Linked DNA regions of Bicyclus anynana: region 1 is linked to region 2. A link is a contact called in public Hi-C data. All regions are on one chromosome and are shown on one strand. Each heading gives the region's core, a stretch centred on a gene start, on an enhancer-like site or on the middle of the called end of the contact. The rest is flanking DNA. Distances are from core to core; before and after follow the strand shown. Region 1 overlaps LOC112054562 (monocarboxylate transporter 13). Region 2 holds the start of LOC112054562 (monocarboxylate transporter 13).

The links. A called contact is a pair of places that touch in the nucleus more often than the background predicts.
Region 1: a contact with region 2 is called in a Hi-C map of whole larva, with 1.9 times the contacts expected there. The contact joins the enhancer-like site here to the promoter of LOC112054562 in region 2. A contact is called at or near these places in 2 of 2 Hi-C or Micro-C datasets (whole body and whole larva).

The regions. Positions count from the first base shown.
Region 1 is chr13:9,212,702-9,216,025 of ilBicAnyn1.1, forward strand. LOC112054562 (monocarboxylate transporter 13) reads left to right here. Exons shown (of 15, transcript XM_052884908.1): 5 at 214-342; 6 at 876-1,034; 7 at 1,721-1,872. Among protein-coding and RNA genes, the nearest start is that of LOC112054562, 43 kb to the left of the region's middle. Within about 2 kb of position 1,795, at least 5 of the 8 cell types and tissues checked have open chromatin away from gene starts, as enhancers often do.
Region 2 is chr13:9,169,563-9,172,737 of ilBicAnyn1.1, forward strand. It overlaps LOC112054562 (monocarboxylate transporter 13), which reads left to right and starts at 1,830. Exons shown (of 15, transcript XM_052884908.1): 1 at 1,830-1,998. The coding sequence starts at 1,912.

The sequences.
Region 1 (3,324 bases), core at 545-3,044, 43 kb after region 2:
CAAGCGCGTCAGCTGCGCCTATCTCTCTGAGACTGCGCTCGTATTACGCCGTGCTGAGCGCGGTGTATGTACTCAACGCCGAGCGCCTAATGTGTACTTGCTCTTAGTGAATGAGTTTATCTTTCATCAACCGTATGCCCAGTTTGACCCAGTAACATGATTGTTGTGGGCGTATAGACAGGCGAAGAACTATAAAATAGGTCTTCGTTGCAGACATCCGGTGAAAAGCCTTTACTGCAACGCATGGCCGAAGAGAAGAGGTTACAAATGGAGCGAGGCTCGATAGGAGGCTCGTACTTCGTTGTACATTTACCTGACGGCACTATGGAGAAGAGACTGAAGGTAGATATCACACTCATTATGCTCAATATCTAACAGGACATGACATGTATTTATATCGGATACGCGACAGCGTGTCAGCCAAATTCGAGCGAACGCCAGCCAGTATATTTAAAATTTAATTTATTCAATAAAACCCCTTAGCTTAAATCGATCGTCTTGTGACATAAAGTAACATCGTTTGTCACAAAATGGACGCTTGCGTTTTTGGAGTCTGGAAAAATTTAAAAAGTGCATAGTTTTTAACTTATTTTTATATGAAATCCTTAAATTACATTACTTAATATCTATATATTTCGGACCCTTATTCCATGTAGGTACTATACGAAATAAATATTTTTTATATTAAATTTGATGAGTCAAAAAAAATTAAAGAAATATTTTTCAGTAAATAATAAAAGTATGTATCATATTTGTGACGTATTTTTAAGTAGTCAGTACACACTCGAAACCAGCCATAATTCTTGACGCCCAGTAAATCAAACACTTTTGTATTTAGCATTGAGATTTATTGGAAAAATTGCATAATATTGCAGGCGCCACTAAACATAGACCCGGGGGTCCACTCGTCGCTGAACTTGGAAGCTCTGGCGCGGGTGCCCACCATACCAAACATGCCGGGCGTGCCCACCGTGCCTACTTTACCCACCATCACCGAGGCGAGGGTACCGGATGACAATGAGCTCAAAAAAAAGGTAGGCAATTTGTTGTTGTTACTTTTGTTTGTTGATAAACATTTCACATCGATTTTGGCTTTAGTTCGTTATTACAAATGCTCATATACTAAAAGAACATTTCAATTATTTTATAATCGTATATACCTACTACAAGCAGACATCTGCTACTTCATGTGTATCAGAAGAATATCAGAAACCTTCATCCCATTCCCTTAATCCTTCATCAACATTTTAAAATCATTACATTTGCACAACCCCAACAGTGTAAAGCCGGATTTATATTTGTCTGACGTGTCGTGTCGCGACGCATCAGAACAGAATCGGTATCATACATTTTATATGGCAACGTTTACACCTATGTGTTGTGACATGTCGTGATGGTTTCTGATGTGCCTCATACAAAATGTATGATAAAGAAAAACCCATGACTGATGCACCTCACTTCCCCTCGTCGTCCGCATATCATGGGAGTGTCATCAACGAACTTCATCATTGTCAGCCGATGGACGTCCACTGCTGGACATAGGCCTCTTGCATGGACTTCCAAACAAAACGGTCTCGAGCCGCCAGCATCCAGCGGCTCCCTGCAACCCGCTTGATGTCTTCGGTCCACCTAGTGGGGGGTCGACCAACACTGCGCTTTCCGGTGCGGGGTGCATCAACGAACTTGCCGGACTATAATCTCCGATATATCTTTGCTTCAGAGTGAAAACGGCGCCGCAGTGAACGCGGCGAACGCTCAACACATGTCGCGCAACGTGTCTTCGCCGGCCTTCAGCGCGCACGCGCCCGGCCTACCCAAGAACGGCTCCGTGCCCTTCTTCGACGCGCAGCGCAAGCACAGCGTCGCCGAGAGGTCAGCCGCCAACGAAGGGTATTTAGACCACCTTTGTATTACAGGGTTGCTTGGTGCTGGGTTTTGGTGGCGATTTTAGTTCAAGAATAACAGAGAAGAAATACTTGGGTATTTTTAAAAAAAGAGTCGATAGGCTTCTTCTATGCAAGCATGTTACATCTTCGACCGCAGGGTTGCTTGGTGCTGGGTTTTGGTGGCTACTTAAGTTCTATTACGGAGAAGAAATACTTGGATATTTTTTAAAAAAGAGTCGATAGGCATCTTCTACACAAGCATGTTTTATCTTAGACCATAGGGTTGCTTAGTGCTAGGTTTTGGTGACTCCTTTAACTGAAGAATAGTACGAAGAAGAAATACTTAGGTATTTTTAAAACGAGATTGAACAGGCATCTTCTAGCTGGGTTTCGGTGACTCCTTTAATTGAAAAATATTACAGAGAAGAAATACTAGGGTACCTTTCAAACAAGGGTAAATAGGTATCTTGTAGGTTTCTCGACTTTGCTGTCACGTTTAATTCAAGAATATTACGAAGAAATACTTTTATCCAGGGTATATTTTTAAACGAGAGTGAATATGTATCTTCTACGCAAGCATGTCTCATCTTAGACCATAGGGTTGCTTGGTGCTGGACTTTGTGTCTCGTTTGATTGAAGATTATTACGGAGAAGAAATGCTTGGGTATCTTTTAAGAGTGAATAGGCATTATCTATCCTATATATTATTATAACGGGTACGGTAAATAGGGTTAGCAATGCTTTGATGCATGTATCCACGCCTTTGGATGATATGCATTGGATAACGCATGGGATATCCTCCGTAGACGTAAATATATTGAACATACTTCTATGTTTAGTCTACATTACAGTTTGACGCGCAAGTTGGAAATAAAAAATTAAATTGATTATAATAATAATAATAATATATAATTGTTGATTCACTTCTGGGTCGTTCTCTTCACCGTTCGCATGTTGGCACGACGCGTTATAATCTTTAAAATAACAGTGACTATTAACCACGCCACAGCGTATTTTAGCAGCGTGGTGGGTCTAAGCTAACTTACCCTCTACTGGTCCCTCTAAGGTCTGGCCCTGTATGGGCCATTAAAATAGGCTAATAAAAATAATTATTACTCTAATAAAACAAACCTAACAAAGGAAGGAAACATGTGAGTATATAGAGTATATGTCCATTGTGTGGGTAAATGCTTGCTTTTGGGGATTACTTTTACTTGTCGAAATGTGAATCTTGCTTTTGGCTGGGTTTTGGCCTTAGATTATAAAAATATTCCAAATTATACACAAAATTATTGATGTCACACCAAAATCAAAATAATATTGAGAATATAGTTGAACATAAATATTTGTTTCAATTTATAGTATGATTAACTAACGTTGGCTTTATTTGAAAGCCATGAGTTTTTTTCTGTGTAAATCAATAAATTAAATAAAGTGC
Region 2 (3,175 bases), core at 580-3,079:
GGTCTTCACAATTCACATTATTAAGTGGTAAATTATCGTTTAAAATAGCTTTGTGTATTTTAGAGAATAGAGTAGACAAAATCAAACGACTTTATTGATTGTGTGATTGTCTTAGGCTCCTTAATGGGACCAAAGAGGGGATTAGGCGACACAAAAGCCTGTGGTTGTTCCCCATCGCAGAAGAAGATAAGAAAATGCAACGACTGTCTTAGGGAGTTACAGGTAAGACACGGATCTCGGCTCGCTCGGGAGGGGTACTGGCCTGAGTGTATCAATCCTGACGCCCCAGAGTCCGTGGATGACGCCTAGGATGCGTTTAACGTGAAGAGAAATAGATATGTTATTGACCAATAGTGGCAGAGTTGAAATATCGCTTTCTCTTACTTTCCAACGCAATGAAAAAGTGAGATAGAGCGGCATTTTCTGTTCCGCCGGTATTGGTCGACAAGTGGCTTTCGCTCGCTGCACGTATCGAGATATCGTGCATCTTAGGCCCATTGGGTTGTCGGTGGTTATATCACACATGAAGAGAAAATATAGAAGCGGGGAGAGCACGGCGCCCTGAGGGACTCCCGCTCGGATCGGTCTGGAAAATCAAATAAACGTGCTTGACATTTGTCTTTACAGTGCAATTGTATTAGGTGACTTTTAATATATTATGTAAGTATTCTGTGGTGATAGAAATAATATTACTGTGTACCTAAACATGAAATGACCTAAATTAATGACATGACATATTGTCGACCAATAGCGCCGGATCGGATATATCGTTTCTTTTGTTGTTTGTCTGTCTCTTTTGTTGCGATGGTACGAATGATAGAGTTATATTTCCGGTTCGGCCACGATTGGTCGATTATAGTGTCTACAATTTATAGGATTACAGGTACAGGTTCAAATATATCTTCTATTTATTTGTCGGTTTGACTTTGGTTCTGGTTTTAATAATAAAGTAGGTATACCAATCTGATTCTTAGGAAATATGGCATAAACAATCTAGAAGTTTATCGATCAAATAGATACGTACAACTGCATTATTCGAGGCAGATGTTTAAAATTACATCCATATTTAGCATCCATCAACTAGAATGTATGTCACCTGAATAACTTTGTATTCAATAGCTAGGTATGTACTACATAAAGATTAAGTAATACATAAAGATTAAGAGAAAACTTTCACCTCTTTTTCAATGATTTTGAAAGAGGAGGTTTTCTATTCGTCGAAATTTTTCATTGGTTTTTTCCCCACCTAGGCCGATTTACAAAATTCTATTTTTGCTTGAAATATATAGTATAAACCCCAGGTCAATCAATGTATGAAGTTATGAGGTAACAAACATAAAAAAATAAAAAGAGCATAGGCGTCGAATTGAGAACTTCATCCTTTTGTTTTAAATCGGTTAGTAATATTATTACTAAGTTTACCTAAAAATAAGTTTTATATAAATATGATGGACGGCGACAGATTGCAGGAAATTTAAAATGATGAAATACAATGTGATCATTAAGCAAATCAGGTTATTGAATAACACAAATTGATTCATTTATTATTTTTCGCGAATATTCCTCTGACCGATACGGACAAAATGACTTTATGTTCATTACACTCCAAAATTCCGTTAGTTGGAGGGGAATGGGTAATATTTGGTCACATTTAAAAATATGGGAAATATTCTTTTTTAAAAAAGAAAATAAACTAGAATATCGTCAAGAAACAGAACCCTACAATGTCTAAAGCAAATTATCAAAAGCTCGATATTTTTTTTATCGATATCCACGGGTTAATCCCTATGCTGTAAACGGGACTTGTGCAAGGCACAACGGCGCGGCATCGGTCGCGCGAAGGACGCGCGGCGTGCGGCCCCGTGCCGCCTGTACGCCTCGCCAACGCAGCAGTTACGGTCCACGATCACCATGGGACAGACTGCTGGAGCCGAATGCACCCCCGATGACGACGATGACGAACCCCGTATTCATGCCAACCCCACCGAACGGTCATTGGTAAGCTTTTGTTACGTCATACATGAGCAAAGCTATTTTTTTTCGAAAGACAGGTGTTACGTACATGTTATTCTATATCGAAACTTGTCTGACTATGGTCTATGACTAATGGTGCATTTATAAATTAAACACAAGCTAATTTAAGCCCATTGTTTATTAGAACATTTAATTCCAGAATTAAAAACCTTGAAAGCCTTACAATATACGTATCTTACGGCATCTTACATACGTATACATGACACCCCAAAATATGTATAATATATTACTAAAACGCCTGCAGAAACATTGTCGCAATTTAAATTTACTAAGAATTAAGTATTATAAAATTAAAGCCTTTATGGTGCCGCATTACTCGTATGTTTAATTTCGTTGAATATTTTTCTCATTTTTTATTAGGTTATAATAAAATGCAAAGTAAAATATTCTAATAATTCTAAGTACATACATAAGTTTATTGTTTGTAAGTAAAATAATTTTTTATCTAATGAAGGAAAGATTATAGTACAAATACTTAAACATTTTACTTAATAACGTCTGAAATTCATTTCGAAAACAAAAAAGTAGAAATGTAAATTGAAAATTCAAATAATTTTGGAGTTATTTTGGAGTGAATTGTCTTTAACAACAGGGTAGCTTCGCCGTTGAGATTTTTTTATTCTAAATCTAAATACAATTTTCGCGCGCTTGACTCATTCATACGCACTTGGCGCGAGTATCTTTGTCGCTTTGACAGTTCTCTGTCGGAGTTCGGAGTCGTTACCGGTATTGTTACTGTGTGTTGCGTTTATGCGTCTATATCTGCGTGTGAAACGAAACGTATCCCAGCACTCAGCAGTCGTACTCGTAAGCACATCTGTCAACCTTGCTGCTAAACATTGAACTGAATATTATTTTTAAAATTGTTGGGCATAATCCAGTCAATTCTGTGCTATTAAACGTAAGAAATAGGGCATTTTTATACGGTCTAACTAATTCGTTTGAAGGTTGTCGCTATGGGGTGGTGTTAATTGATTTATTTGTGCTCTTGCCTGTCAGAATTAAAATTAAAAACATTAGAATACTGAAGTGTTAGATGTTCAGATGTTGGATTGAGTGTTAGAATATTAAACTTAGCGGTCGGGCCGACTGCTGCACTGCAGTATTTTCCGTTGTCGCTGAGAGGAGTATTAGTGGAAGT